Regions from separate parts of the Mus musculus genome. Here regions 2, 3, 4 and 5 are each linked to region 1. Evidence: chromatin contacts called from public ChIA-PET, HiChIP or PLAC-seq and promoter capture Hi-C data. All regions are on one chromosome and are shown on one strand. Each heading gives the region's core, a stretch centred on a gene start, on an enhancer-like site or on the middle of the called end of the contact. The rest is flanking DNA. Distances are from core to core; before and after follow the strand shown.

Region 1 (2,700 bases), core at 25-2,524:
CCAGCTCATTCTCAGCCTTTCTAAAATGGTACAGTCTTAAAGTCAGAATCTGAGAAGCCATTAACTCTTCAGTTTATTAACATCCAAGGGATGGCCTGCTCTTGCTCTCCTGGATTTTAGTTCCTCTTCCTTTTCTAGGCTCTATGAGTTAGTCACGTAAGAATTGAGAAATTGCAAACAGGTATTTGAGGTAGGGCATTTCTTCCTGAAAATTTTTTCTCCTAGACTCTTCTGAAGAGAACTGCCCGTCCTTTAGGCAGGAATCCCAGGCTGAGTAGCCGCCGGGTCTGTATTCAGAATGAGTTTACTGATAACAGCTTGTGTCTGAAACTCCAGCCTGGCCCTAGGCCAAAGAGGAATGGATTCCTTCTAGCAGTGTGGGGTCAGTTAGGAAGGGAGCAGAGCCTACCACAGTTCTGATTTCCACAGGTATTATGCACTGTCAGGTTTAGTAACTTGTTAAATCTCCAGTCTCTGGAGTTTGGGCCCTCTGGTGAGCCCAGGAGAGTTAAGAACTACTTTAGGACCCTCCATAAATGGGGGAGGCCAGATTCTAGCAGTAACCACCCATCTAAAGAATGTGGGCCACCGGGGGGTGAGTGACCTGTGCTAGCGGGTCAGAGCTATTTTGAGCTCCAGAGGAGGCATTGGATTTTAGCTTTCCAAGGAGGGGGAGGGGAAGCCTGTTGTATGGCCAGCACTAAAGAAATGGGTTACCTTCCTGCCCACCCACCCGGATCTGGCCTTAGTTTCTCCATCCATATTAAGGAGAGGGTAACAAGGCCTCTCTTCCTTTGCAATTGGGAGGGCGCTTCCTGAGTGTTTGAATGGTTTAGATACCGCTTGCGTTTTGCTCGAAGGAAATTAGGGGGCAGCTGTGTGGTGGCTTGTTGTGGCCGGACCGGTTCGCCGGCCTGTCCATACCTCGATTTATTCTTCGGGAGAAGTTGGGAAAGGTGCCCCTCCCCCACCCCAGCTAGCAAGCGCTCCCAGCTACCCGGACTGGCTAAGGCGTGTCCCGGGACCCACTTGGTCGACTTCGGGGGCGGGGCCTCTACGTCGGGGCGTGGCTTTTGGGGCGGGGGCGTGACAGGCCAATGGGCAGAGAGGTGCGGGACGGGGCGGGGCCTGTGCGCGGGTGCGGCGCGCTGCGGGGCTAGCGACGCAGGCAGAAGCGGGCCGCGCGCTGAAGGCTAGTCGGCGCCGCTCCGAGTCGGCCGTGGGATTGGCTGCGGCACTCGCGTGTCAGGCGGTTGCTAGGCTCCGGCCGCGCGCCCCGCCCTCGCGCTCGGCGCCCTCTCACCGCTCGGTACGTGATCGCGCGGAGGCTGCGGCGCGGCGCTCGCGCTCCTGGGGCTCGGGGGCGGCAGCGGCGGTAGCTTCGCGCGGAGTCCCCGGGGAGTGGCGGCGGTGTCCCTGGGCCCGGAGGAGCGAACACCTGCCGCGGCCTGCCCGTGGTGCTGGGTGAGTGCGCCTCCCGCCTCTGCCTCCCGGTGCCTGCCTGCTGGGGCCGGGATCCCCGCTGCAGCCGACCGAGCCTTCCGCGGAACACCTGCTGCTGCTCCCTTTCGGCCCGGGGCGGGGACACGGCCACGGACGTCCTTGCGGGTGAGGAGGCGGCGCCGCCGCCGTCCGTGCGGAGCCGCCCCTCGGCTCTCCGTCCGGTAGCTGAAGGCTGAGGCCGGAGCTGCGCGCCGCGGCGACGGGCCAGGCCTCGGCCCCGGCCCGCGCTCCCGGGAACGCGGGGCCTGTGCATCGGCCGCGGGCGTGTGCGGCCTGCGGGCTGCCTCCGGGTTGCCAGTGGGGGTCGCGGCCCAGTTAGGAGGCATCTCTACTGTGGGGCTCCTGCCAGAGGCTGGGAAGGGCGCCGCCCCCGCCTCTTGCTTTGAGCTGCTCCGAGTCTTGGGGTTCTTTCCTCCCCCTCGGTTGCGCTTCTGTGGGAGACTCCTTTACTACCTTTGCAGTGGGTATTTGGGAAATCAGGTTCACTTGCGAGTATATTTGGAAAATGTTCCCAGAGGGAACACCATGTTGACTCAGAGTCCTTTGCTATAACTCCCAAGTTCATTTATTGACAAACTCAACGGGCAATTAAAAACACACCTCTTAATCTCTACAATTTGAGAAGCTTTTGTTAAGTTGAATTACATCAAGATTAGTTTTCGTGGTGATGACGAAGTTTTGACTGGTCCGCCTAGTCTGGGACAGTACCTTTATAGCCTAGAGGTCTAACTTGAGAGTCCAGCCTGCTGTTTCCCTAAATAAGCGAGTAGAAGTAGTTCTTGGCGTGGAAGCCAGACTCGTGAAGTGAGGGTGGTGTTTATAGAACATAACTCCAGCTAGAGTTGGGTGTGCTTCCAGATGTTTTGGAATCTGATGGAGATGGGGTGTTGCAATCATATTAGTATATATTGTGCTTAATGAGCAAGAGACATACTTTCAGAATGTTCTAGTTTAGAAAAAGAATTCCACGGTAACGGGTTGTACAGATCGATGGTTTAAATATGGAGAATTGAAGTTCTTTTTGCCTTGAAGTCAAGGACATGGTCAGCGTGCTTAAAGGACATAGGGGCTATTGGAGAAATCAGATCTCACTAGGGAGTTAGTTGCAAGGCGTGTGGGATCCTGTGTGAAGGTAGGAGTAAGTAGCACTATGCAGGCAGCACCGGGTGGGAATGTGCAAGCATTGTTGATATGTAC
Region 2 (2,862 bases), core at 21-2,520, 380 kb after region 1:
CAAGGTCAGTCTGGGGTTCCAACCAGAAGGCCTGGTGAAGCGAACCGTTTTCTGGATACCCACACACTCAGGCAAGAAGGCTGAGTGGAGCAGATAAAGCCCACCTCCCACCTCCAATAGACTTTGATTTCTGCAGCAAGTGCTCCTGGAAAAGCTGGTCCTGAGCCGTTATGCAAGGGAGGTGTCTGAGAACAGCTCCAGTGGTCTCTACAGGAACACTTTTTAGGCAGTTCCTCTAAGTGCTCCCAGGGCATGCAACTTTTCCTAGAAGCCTCTAGCAGAGCCTATGAACAAAATCACCAAGAACAAAAACAAACAAACAAACAAAAAGCTGATGCTGTCCCTCCTTCCAATGCGCCTCCCTCCTTCAGATTGCTCCTGAGAGAGGAGGGTCTTGCAAAAGCCCCTCCTTACTAGCTTCAAACAACCTTGATCTTTTTTCCTGTTCTAACAGCGCTTCAAATTTGATCTTGACCCCTTTGGTCCACTTGGGAGGACGACTCAGAAAGTCTGACAGTCAGGGCTCAATTGGGACTGTGATGTGGCTGCTTCAGCAGGATGCCTCCAGGATCTACAATGAGCCTAGTTCCTTGTCACCTCTAGAGGCCACTCCCCTTCCTGACAAAGGCTGCTCACAGTTCCCAAGCAAACTCTACCTAGAAAGGGTTGGCTCACCCTTTCAGACCTGCCTGCCTCGCTCCACCATCCTCCTTTTAAAGAGAACTCTGTGGGCCGAATATGTCCGAATTGGGGGTTGGTGTCTGCTGCCTATGGGACATTGCTCTCCCGGCCAAAGGATGAGTTCTCGCCTCATCTTTCTTAGTGCCTAGCTGGGACCAGCCGGCTAAAGGACCCCAAAGAGCCGCAGTACCCCTATCGGGGCAGTAGATGGCCGGGACACCCCCCCCCCCTAGTTTTCAAGCCCCTCCCTCTAAAGATGACAGCTTGCCCGCCTCTCGCCGCCCCCAGGCCACGTGGGTTAGCAGTCGAACTCACCTGTTTCTTGGGGAAACACAGGACCTACCGAGGGTACCAGTCACTGCCCTCTGCCAGACCCCTGGGGAGATATAAGTGTCCAGCAGTGCCTGGCCTCAGAGTGCAACTTCGCGGGGCTACCGCCCCTGGAGGATACAGACATGGCCACAGCGGAGGAACCGATCTCTCCTGCCGACCCTTAACCGGCCACCGGCGCAGGAAGACAGCTTTCACCGGCCTCTGGTGGCGGAGGCCCGGTTCCAGCCTCTTGGCCAGCCCCAGCCCGCCCCTGTGTGCATTGTGGGAAATGTAGTCCGTAACTCTCCGCAGCCTTAAAGCTGCGGGAGCGGTTCCGGGCTCCCGAGCCTGGCGATGCCAGAGGCGGGGTCTGACCTAGGACCCGGGTTGCCTCACCTGGCACCGCCTTCTTCCGTGTCTTAGAGGCGGGTCCTCTACCCTTCCCCCCAAACACCCACTAGATGTTTACTTTAAGGGACCAGAACGAACGTCAGTATTTCCCCACCGATCATGGAAAGATGATAAGTTTAGGGAGCTGGATAAATGCCACTAGTGAGCACAACCACATAGACTGTACAAGACGCGGACGTGTTGAAAAGACTCAAAAATTGTTGCTTAAAAAGACCTTAAGTCTGGTCACAGTATATTATTTTAAGGCAATAGAAAGCACAATTCTCAACAATTCACATAAACTGACCCGGGGAGCTTTTAAAAAAACATTAATGCCTGGACACTATCCTATAGATTTTTACTTAATGGGATGAATGTGAGGTACGAGGCATCGGAGTTGTTTGAAAAAGCTCCTGGGTGATTTCTAAGGGCAAGGAACCACTGCTTATAATTTCCTAGACACAAAGTAATAAAAACAGGAAAACAAGTTTTCCCAGCAGCCCTTATTTCTGGTGAATAGTTTGAAGAAGCAAAATTAGGGAATGGCTAGTATTACTTATATTTTATCTGAAGCAATTTGCTTACTTTTCAAGCTTCATGGTTAGTCATCCCAATAGTTCTGAGATAAAGGACAAAGTCAAAAACCTCTGACTTTTCCTTGCAGTTTGACAGGCTCCCTAAGGAGGTCGGAGAAGTTGGGGATCTCTCTCTTCTCTCTCTTCTCTTCTCTCTCTCTCTCTCTCTCTCTCTCTCTCTCTCTCTCTCTCTCCCTCCCTCCCTCCCTCTCTCCCATGCGAATTTGAAATCTGGCTCCATAATACTGGCATATGTGTGCTCTCTCTCTCTCTTTCTCTCTCTCTCTCCCTCCCTCCCTCTCTCCCATGCAAATTTGAAATCTGGCTCCATAATACTGGCATATGTGTGACTGACATGATGACAACCTGTGACCTTTTCCTGGAGATAGTTTCCACAGGGTTACCAGACCCTTAAATGCTGGGTAAGGGAAGCGTCCCATGTGAGAGGGAGTTCGTTCCTTTGCAGTGGAGACTGAGAAGGGGAGTGGAACTTCTCCAAGTCTCCATAGGTCTTTCAGGATTTCCTCTCTTTGCTTGCTCTGGCTTCCAGGTTCCTACCTTGAAGCAAATATAATTTATACAAGTTTTCCCTATATACTTCATTTCATATTATTTCACTATACGAGTCTAAAGTAAGAATTTTTGAGCAGGGCGGTGATGGCTCACCCCTTTAATCCCAGCACTTGGGAGGCAGAGGCAGGCAGATTTCTGAGTTCGAGGTCTTCTTTTGTGTGCATATGTATGTTCTGTGTTCATGTATGTGCAAATATGTATGGGAATATGTGCAGGGGTGTGTGTGCACATCTTACGTTGGGTGTTGTTCTAATCAGCTTCAGTTCTCAACTTGACACAGTGTCTGTGGGGAATTGTTTCAGTTGTTAATTGATGCAGGAGTGCCCAGCTC
Region 3 (2,848 bases), core at 271-2,770, 310 kb after region 1:
AAAAGACAAGAAAACCCCCACAAAATCCAACAGGTGGAACAAGATAGAAAATACTGAATATGACAAATTTCATCAGTAAGCTCACACTTAAGGCTTAAAAAGGTTCAGTTTAGTACCAAATTTTTAAAGCCAAATATGATTTCAAGAAACAGACCTAAAACATAATTACACAGGAAAGTCCAAGGTGAAAGCTTAGGGAGAGAGCAGGTGATACAAAGTAGCTTTAGTGGCGGGGTTACTTCTAACCTAACTACACAATGGCTCCTTAGGAATGGAGCTCAGGCCACACAACACTGTATTATGTGGTTTTGTTTGTTTGTCTTTTTGACACAAGGTCTGGGAAAATTCAGGCTGACTTTTGCCTTACTTATGTAGCTGAGACTAACCTTAAAACTCCCAATCATTCAGTCTCCACACTGTCCCTCCTCCCCAGCCTGTACTGGGATATGCAACACAACAGACTCTAAGGTCGGTTTTAAACAAAGCTTTGCAAATGGGAGACACCCAGAAGTGTTCACACCACTTCCTGCTTTGTGGGCCCTATTGCCCCTCAAAAACCTCCCAGTCTCCCAAAGGAGACCTCTCTTCTACCTTATTTTCTCTTTGGTTGGGAGCTTTGGATCAGCCTGCTCAGTTGCAAAGGGACTCTTTCGTCACCCACAAGACAACTGAACATCAGGACCCCTCGACGACAGGAACACACTTCCTTGCCATTCCAAGTTAAGCCAGGTGTACTGGAGTGTCTGATCAACGAGGTGTTTCTGGATAGAAACAATCCAAAGCATTCCAGCAAACGACAGACCCTTAAAGATTGCCAGAAACCTATCAGCATAAATTGGTCTGTTTCTTTTTTTGTTTTGTTTTGCGAGACAGGGTTTCTCTGTATAGCCCTGGCTGTCCTGGAATTCACTCTGTAGACCAGGCTGGCCTCGAACTCAGAAATCCGCCTGCCTCTGCCTCCCAAGTGCTGGGATTAAAGGCTTGCGCCACCACCGCCCGGCTGTTGGTCTGTCTCTTGACTCTCAAATAAAATACAATAGCTCGTTAGTGCAGTAAAAGCTCATCTTCGCTCAAACTAATAGTTTTGAAGTCATTTCTTAGCGCAATAAAGAAGCACTCTTTCACCGTGGGCTACCGGTATCACTTCCACCTGGCCCACTTCGGCCCAGGTTGGAAAGCTTCCGTGAGGCTCCTCTAATGTCGTCGTCACTTGTCTTAGTTCGGAGGAGGGATTGTCTCTAGGCCCGACACCCCCATAGCGTCTAAGTGGTTCTAGGACACGCACGGGGCCCTACACCGCCGTCACTCACCATTGCAGATGAAAAGTGTGGCCACAGTGGATGGCAGCCACGTCACGGGAGTGATCGAAGAAGTCGGAGCAGATAGTGCACAGAGCGCGGATAGGCATGATGGCTCGACTCAAGCAGCCCAGGGAACCAGCTGCCAGCGACAGACACAGTTTGGTGGCCGAACCGGCCACCGCTCCGGTTCCTTCAAATTTCGCTCCACCGCACGACTTCCGGTAGTGAACCGGAAGGAATAACAAACCCACGCCTGAGTGCTTCCCTCTGATTGGACAAACTTCGGGGCGGGGCGCTGGAGGGCTGTGATAAGCAGCCCGCCAGCCGTGCGGAATCCTGGGATTTAGCTCCTTCGGGTCTCCTGGGAGTGGGTCCCTGTTTCTACCGCAAAACCCTGCGATCCCCTGTGGCGTAAAACAGTGAAACTACAGTCTGACCCCTATCCCTGCTAAGCCGGGTATTGTCTCAAGCTAGAGCCGGTGCGAAGTGAACCAGACCCCTTCTTGCTGCACTTCAGGGCAGTCAAATAGACTGGAATGCCAAGAAAAGGGGATGATGGTACCATGGCTATGGAAAGTAATAGGCCATACGCTGGCAGCCCACAGTTCCCAAACAGAAAGAGGGCTCCCCACTTTCTAAACCTTCTACTATGGATCATCTTGGAAAGGTGGACACATTAAGTCCTAGCCCTTCGAACCACTACACTAGTCCTGGCTTTATTCAAATATGACCTAATAACCTTTGAGATTAGGTAGACACTGGAGCTAGTAATTTAGCCCTTTCCTCCCAGAATGCCTCATACCTGAGACTGTAGGATGGTGATTTTGGAGGTACAGATGCTTCAAAGACCAGGAAATAACAAACCCTCTTTATTATTCCCACATCAGATAATTTAAGGTCCTCCCTGAGAAAGGCCATCTTGAGTTGAAGCGAGGCTCCTTAGCGATTTTTACGGTATCGTTAGCAGTATTACTCCCTCAGAAGAAGCATACATAACTTTATAAAGTAGGTCTGCTCCAGCCGGGGAAGACAGAATGAAATCTTTTTGGTCTAAGTGGAAAGCACAGGTATTCACAGGAAGTAGGCATCAAGAAGCACAGAACTGTTGTGCAATCCCACCCTCTCCCCACTGTGCCCACGCGCAAGGTCACTTCCTATAGTGGTTGGCCCTGAGTAGATTCCACCTCTAAGTCCAAGTTAAGACAAAGGCTCTTTGTCAACAAGAATCGGAAAAGCGTCAGCCCTTCGGCGCTCAGCTCGGGATAGTTTTTAGCTGAAACACACCACTCTCGTGGGATTTTTAGCGTCCAGAGGAGTCCCATCAACATCATCCAGGTAGACACTGGAGAAGGTGACCTCCACTCTCACTCCAAGCAACACACTAAGCATCAACCGCTACCCAAAAACTGATCGTCCCACAGCCTCGTCCCTCCCGCACTGCCTTCCATAGGCTCCTCCCCAAGAGGACAGAGGAAGCAAAGGCAAGAGGGTGGCCAGAGGCTTTGCAGGGTGACGTTTATTTGCCAGGTTCAGTAGGCACACAGTTA
Region 4 (2,821 bases), core at 188-2,687, 260 kb after region 1:
AGATGAAAGGGCAATGAAATGCATAAATACTACTCAAGTCCCCTCTCCTCACAACTTGCTGCCTCGGCCGGCTGCATTCAGCCCAGTCTCCCAAAGGTATCATCTCCAGCCCAGGGTGCTGGTTTCTCCCAAAATTAAACGTTCAGAGGAGGCATGATCCTAACAGACATTACGAGCACACCTCCTGCTTGGCCTCCTTAATCGTCTTTTGTGGGTTTCATATGACGACAACATACAAGACACCTGTGTGGCGAACCTAAGGGACCCTGGGTAAAAATGTGATTTACAGCAGCCAGGACCCTTTCTAGAGCTGCATACTCTTTTGGGGATTGCCAGCCCCGCCTCCATCTTGACTCTAAGCTTGACTCGCTGTTTTCATCAAGCATCAACAGCTTTCAGCTCTGCTTTTGTCTGCAGACAGGGTCTTGCTAGGTAGCTCTGCCTGGCCCGCCCGCAACCCATGGCAATCCTCCTCCTTCAGCCTAGTGCATGAGCTCCCATACCCTAGTTCAGTTTTTGTTTTTAATAGTCCCAACACTCCTACGTCTCCTAACGGACTGTCTCTTTAAGAGACAAAATTAATCAAATCATCATCATCCTTATCCTCCTAAACCACATACTCCAAGTCGAGCACCAAACAACTTATACCCCAAATAAAACTCTGCCACTGTGGACATTTAGCTAGGTTCTTCAAGAAGCAGTAAACAGTGAGCCCTGAAGAGCACGGAAGACGCCGAGGGATCTCGGTGATGCCAGGCAGAGGATCATAGCCCTACCAAAAGCACAGGGCCCCGATACCACCCTCCTTGGCTCAGAAGGCATTTTAGGCCTGTTTCGTCTCATCTTAGTCTCAAGCGGCCTGAAAATTTACTCGCAGGAGTATGAAATCTTAAGAGCGACGTAACGTTTATCGCTGATTTGGAGGAACGTTACGGCCGGGAGAACGAGCTGGCAGCAACCACGTCTCAGCACGCCGGCTCTCAGGCACCCAGGGATTCGGTCTGAAAGGCAGGTTTCCCGGTACCCCGCCGGCCGGTCCCAGGGCTCAGGGCTCTCCGACCTCCACCCGGGCTGCCCACCCAGCCTCCGTGTCAACATCTGGGAGGCTCGGCGGAAGGCCAACCAGGATGCTGGAATGATGTTCCAGTGATGCTCGCCCCAAGTCCCGACCCTACCTACGCGCGCCAGCAACAACCCCGCGCCCGCCGCCACCCTCGCCGTGGGTGTCGGGCGGGTCTTTTGGCCCGACTCCTGTCACTCACCGGCCCGACTCGGGCAGCGGGCGCCCAAGGCTCCCCACGGGAGCTGGGCCCCCCGGGCCTCCAGGTCTCGGCCCGCCCCCCTGGCAGGCGGCGCTGGTGGCTGAGCCCCGCAGCAGCGGCCCCTCACCGGCCGCTCGGTCCAGCTCCTGGCGCTGCCCACTGGGTACGGATCAACAACAAGATGGCGGCCAGCCGAGGGGGCGGGGGCCGGGCGTCATAGTAACCAAGGACAGCAAAGAACCCGCCCCTAACTGAGGTTATCTCCAATCAATAGCCTCTTCTTGGGACGCCTGAAGGAGTTCTTCGCGTTGATTCGTCAACTGTTCCGTCAGTCAGGGCGTGCCTCTCGTGCAGAATGCCTGGGGCACGTGACTGTGACGGCAGGAATTGACGCATGCGCGCCATTCTCAGGTTTGCTAGCAGTGGAGCTTTTAGCAGCGATGGGGGTGATGCTGGAGAGCCCTTCGTTTTCTCACCTGCGCAATCGTTTCGGTTTTGAGCTGGCAGCGTTTATCATCCTCTCGCACACACTTAGGGAATGTCATAGGTACGGTATTTGCTTTGTCCCCTGCCTCTGTGCTTGGGATCGTCCCTAGTTAACTGGTGAGGAAACTGAGGCGCAGAAAAGAGCCTGAGCCAAGGTCACACAGTCTTAGGAAGTGGTGGCGATGGGTCCTTCTACTCTTCTAGCTCCGGAGTTAGTGTTTTCTAAGCGTCTCCCAGCGTTGTCTCTCACCAGTCCCGAGGCACAGCCGTCTGTGCTACCTCTTCGATTTCGGCTTCCCCTTTCCCCGGCTTATTTTGCATAAGAATTCAATCTGCAACCAGCTCAAGTCTCAGCACATAGTGATCGCTCTTATTTGCCTCAGAGCACCGTTAAGTTCCTGTGACACAGTGTCTTTTTGCCCTTGGCTATCATGATCTATCTCCAAGGCAAACTATGAGTCCGAAAATGACCATCCCTTGTTCTCCATAAGTAGACACCTAACCCGGGGCTTTTGGCTTCAAGGTTAGGATACATCACAGCACCTGGTCCCACACCAAAACGCCCTAACTCTGAGAACTTTGAGCTTTAGCTTCTCTTTAGTTGCTCTGTCTATAAAATGAAGATGAACAAGAAACAGACTTAATAAGCTCTTAGAGTAAGCCAAGTACTCAGGAAAAAACACTTATAGCCGCTCAGGCTGCTGAAACTGAAGTCTCTAACACTCTTCTTTTGATAGACACCCCATTAAGAGAGATGGTTCAGTGGTTAAGAGTACTTGCTGTTCTCACAGAGAACCTGGGTTCTGTTCCTAGCACCCACATCACCCAGCTCAAAGCTTTATGGGGGGTCTAACACCCTCTTCATGGGCACCAGCACACATGTGGCATATATTCATACAGACACACATACATATAAAACTAATTTTTAGAGTTTTTCTTAGGCAGAGCATGGCAGTATACACCTTCAATCTCTTGAGGGGCAGAAGCAAGCCAATCTCTTGACTTTGAGGATAGCCTGGTCTACATAGTGTGTTCTAGGCCAGCCAGGGCTACATCATGAGACCCTGACTCTA
Region 5 (2,738 bases), core at 20-2,519, 290 kb after region 1:
GGACATCAGGGAAACCTCTACATCTGAGCACCCACCTGAGAGATGTCCTGGATGGCAGCTGTCATGGGTTCTACCTCAGTAGGGTCCAAAACTGTGAAGTCCTCACCAAAGTCACAGAATAACCGCCTAGTGTGGGTGGCGGAAGTTACTGAGGAAGCTCATTAGTTGTGAGTAGGGGGCACTAGGACAGGCCCAAAGGGGAAGGAATTATAGGAAAGCTGTGGAGACTTTGGTTTGGGCATGCAGGGTGCACTAAAGCAGGTCTGCATGCTGAGGTGGAGAAACAAGGGCAAGACTGTAGTCCAGAGCATCCTTGTAAGCTCTAGGCTGAGTCGGGGAGGATGGGGCAAGCTAAGGGCTGGGCAAGGCATTAGGACCAATTGCTGGCAGTGATGTGGTGGGGTACACAGGTAGTCTCCTCACCCCACAAGGCCCCGGGTTTCAGCCATCAGGAAGCGGACTCCATGCTTGTGACACAAAGGTCCCACCTTCAGCTGGTCTTCCAGCTTGGAGTCAGTCAGCACCACTACCTAGATGGACACCGTGATTGATCAGCAGGCCCGGAATCACTCGCCACCTTCTCTCTGCCGTTAAGGGCAGGAGGGAGGTACTAGGCTAGCATGCAAAGTGGCTCTGGGGAAAGCACCTGAAAACCCTGCAGTAGGTCCTCAGTGATGTCGCCACTGTGGACGGAGATCTGGACAGCTTCATTGAGCTGAGCCAATTGCGCCTGAGAGGCCTCAGCCCTGTTCCTTCCCAAGCTCTCTTCTGAAAGGAAACACTAAGGACAGCTCAGTGCAGCTTGATCAAGGAGACTCCCCTTTGGCCTCTGCTCTGGGAGGCAGCATAGAGACCCCCAAGAACTCTTACCTGAGCAGCCAAGTCAGCCCAGCAGGTGGGATGGGGATCATGCAGGGTGAGGCTGCCCACACCTGTAAGGACTAGGTTCTTGGCCACCTCAGCTCCCAGACCCTGCAGGCCACATAGCAAGACTTTGGCTTCCTGGATCCTCTGCATAGCAGGCAGGCCCAGTACATACCTGTGGTTAAGAAGAAGGAGGTGGCAGCTGGGGACCAAAGGTCTGGAAGCCACCCGACTTGGTTATCCCACCTTGAGACTTACAGCTGCCTGGAGTATAACTCTTCATCCATCCTCAGTCGTGGGGCTGGAGAGGAGGCTGTAGGGCTCACAGGAGGGGGCAAGGAAAACAAGGCAAACAGGCCCCAAAGCGCTGGTTGCTGCTGGTTACAGCTCTCTTTCTGCTTCCTCTATGATTTCAGGAAACCAAAAGTGAAACTAGACTGAGTTGGTTCCTGGTCCTCCCAGTGAATGAGGACAGATATCAGTGCTCTGCAGGCCAACTGGGGTTTATCGCTTGGATAAGTCCCAGTGTTACAAGAGGCCAGTGACTCTCTGAGTCAGACCTGAGAAATGAGAAGCTCAGGCAGCCACAAAATGAAGACATGTGTCACATATATATTTTAAACTTTTGTTTTGAAATAACTGTAGACTCACAATAAGTTGTGAAAATAACACAGGGTGTTGCTGTGTTCATGCGTATTTGTGGGTGTGTTTTCCATCACCATATATTAATTACACATAATAATGTGCTTCGTTATGGCACTTTTATACGTGTACATTTTGATCATATTCATCTGTTAGCTTCTCTATCCTCCTCCCACTCTTGCTGTTCCTCTTGGTGACTTGGTGAGTTTTGCAGACGTTTCATACAAGAGGATGGGCGAGAGGTTATTTATGGAAGCCAGGGGCACCTTATCAGTGGTTACAGAACTAAAGAAAATGTCTCACCCTCCTGGAGGGGCGAGGCCTCATGAGTCCCTGTTCCTCCCATGATAGGATGCTTCACAAGCCCAAATTTTGTACAGATCTTGTGCAGGTCACAACTACTGTGAGTTCAAGAGCACAACAGCCATTTGTGGCCAGAAGATCATGTTCTGCAAAGACTCCATCCTCCACTTCTAAAGCTATCGCGTCCTGTTTTTCATGGCGTTCCCTGAGCCTTGGCTAGAGCAGATCGAGATGTTCCTTTAGGGCTGAACATTCAGGTCACTTCTCTACACACTGACCGGTTATGAGTCCCTGCAGGCACCACTGCCCTCCACAAAAGGAAGCCTCTCTGATAAAAGCCCACAGTGGCCCCGCGCTAAGGTCACTAACATGACTGTCATTCTACCATGAGGGCCTATGACCTACCCAATCACTGTTTTTTTTTTTTTTTTTTTTTTTTTTTTTTGGATCAGGTTTATAATACCAGACATGAATTCTCTCCCTCCTGTGGAGTGGGCTCAGTTCCAATAAGAAAGTAGTTGCTGTCACCACAGCAGGCTCGAAGGCACTAGATCCATCTTGCTACTGTTTGTTTGTTTTTGTTGTTTTTGTTTTTTTAAAGACAAGGTTTCTCTGTGTAAACCAAGCTGTCCTCGAACTCAGACATTCCCCTGCCTTTGCCTCTGAGTGCTGGCATTAAAGACACGCACCATCACCAGCCAGTTGAGTTGTTTGTTTGCTTGCTTTGTCTTTATAAAAGTCTCATCATGTAGCTCTGGCTCTGGTCTGGAACTTGCTATGCAGACCAGGTTGAAATCATAAACAGGGCTTGTCTGTGTTTGAGTGCCAGAGTTAAAGGTGCGAGCCGCTACTCCCAGCCTTGATGCTTTTATTTTATTTTTTATGATTACAGCAAGCATGGGAACTACCTTGTGATGGTACTTGGGACT

What was found. Promoter capture Hi-C pulls out the DNA fragments that hold promoters and counts their contacts. ChIA-PET counts read pairs in DNA pulled down with a chosen protein or histone mark. HiChIP or PLAC-seq counts read pairs in DNA pulled down with a chosen protein or histone mark.
Region 2: a promoter capture Hi-C map of pre-B cells shows a contact between it and region 1, with 5 times the contacts expected there. The contact joins the promoter of Mon1a here to the promoter of Dag1 in region 1. A contact is called at or near these places in 12 of 39 promoter capture datasets (the 3T3-L1 cell line, the HPC-7 cell line, HPC-7-derived erythroid cells and 9 more), 5 of 484 Hi-C or Micro-C datasets (B cells, CD8 T cells, palatal mesenchyme and 2 more), 1 of 115 datasets of contacts at active chromatin or transcription factors (pancreatic cancer cells) and 2 of 9 other capture datasets (adipose tissue and liver).
Region 3: an H3K27ac HiChIP or PLAC-seq map of microglia shows a contact between it and region 1, with 7 times the contacts expected there. The contact joins the promoter of Traip here to the promoter of Dag1 in region 1. A contact is called at or near these places in 5 of 39 promoter capture datasets (the C10 cell line, the HPC-7 cell line, cranial neural crest and 2 more), 2 of 484 Hi-C or Micro-C datasets (embryonic stem cells and natural killer cells), 5 of 115 datasets of contacts at active chromatin or transcription factors (bone marrow-derived macrophages, extraembryonic endoderm stem cells, microglia and 2 more) and 1 of 9 other capture datasets (liver).
Region 4: an RNA polymerase II ChIA-PET map of memory CD8 T cells shows a contact between it and region 1, with 36 read pairs. The contact joins the promoter of Ip6k1 here to the promoter of Dag1 in region 1. A contact is called at or near these places in 7 of 39 promoter capture datasets (the C10 cell line, the HPC-7 cell line, cranial neural crest and 4 more), 1 of 484 Hi-C or Micro-C datasets (embryonic stem cells), 4 of 115 datasets of contacts at active chromatin or transcription factors (the SCID.adh cell line, effector CD8 T cells, embryonic stem cells and 1 more) and 3 of 9 other capture datasets (adipose tissue, liver and pancreatic islet).
Region 5: an RNA polymerase II ChIA-PET map of memory CD8 T cells shows a contact between it and region 1, with 85 read pairs. The contact joins the promoter of Uba7 here to the promoter of Dag1 in region 1. A contact is called at or near these places in 2 of 39 promoter capture datasets (liver and neural stem cells), 2 of 484 Hi-C or Micro-C datasets (embryonic stem cells and regulatory T cells), 4 of 115 datasets of contacts at active chromatin or transcription factors (bone marrow-derived macrophages, effector CD8 T cells, memory CD8 T cells and 1 more) and 3 of 9 other capture datasets (adipose tissue, liver and pancreatic islet).

Annotation. Positions count from the first base shown.
Region 1 is chr9:108,262,389-108,265,088 of GRCm38.p6, reverse strand. Dag1 (dystroglycan 1) reads left to right here and starts at 1,274. Exons shown (of 4, transcript NM_001276482.1): 1 at 1,274-1,464.
Region 2 is chr9:107,886,537-107,889,398 of GRCm38.p6, reverse strand. Mon1a (MON1 homolog A, secretory traffciking associated) reads right to left here and starts at 1,270. Exons shown (of 6, transcript NM_028369.3): 1 at 997-1,270.
Region 3 is chr9:107,949,635-107,952,482 of GRCm38.p6, reverse strand. It overlaps Traip (TRAF-interacting protein), which reads right to left and starts at 1,520. Exons shown (of 15, transcript NM_011634.3): 1 at 1,311-1,520. The coding sequence starts at 1,408. Camkv (CaM kinase-like vesicle-associated) reads right to left here. Exons shown (of 11, transcript NM_145621.2): 11 at 2,792-2,848.
Region 4 is chr9:108,001,264-108,004,084 of GRCm38.p6, reverse strand. It overlaps Ip6k1 (inositol hexaphosphate kinase 1), which reads right to left and starts at 1,437. Exons shown (of 6, transcript NM_013785.2): 1 at 1,263-1,437. 4930535L15Rik (RIKEN cDNA 4930535L15 gene) reads left to right here and starts at 1,666. Exons shown (of 4, transcript NR_166685.1): 1 at 1,666-1,809.
Region 5 is chr9:107,974,098-107,976,835 of GRCm38.p6, reverse strand. Uba7 (ubiquitin-like modifier activating enzyme 7) reads right to left here and starts at 1,269. Exons shown (of 24, transcript NM_023738.4): 1 at 1,123-1,269; 2 at 871-1,039; 3 at 647-781; 4 at 424-530; 5 at 36-126. The coding sequence starts at 1,151.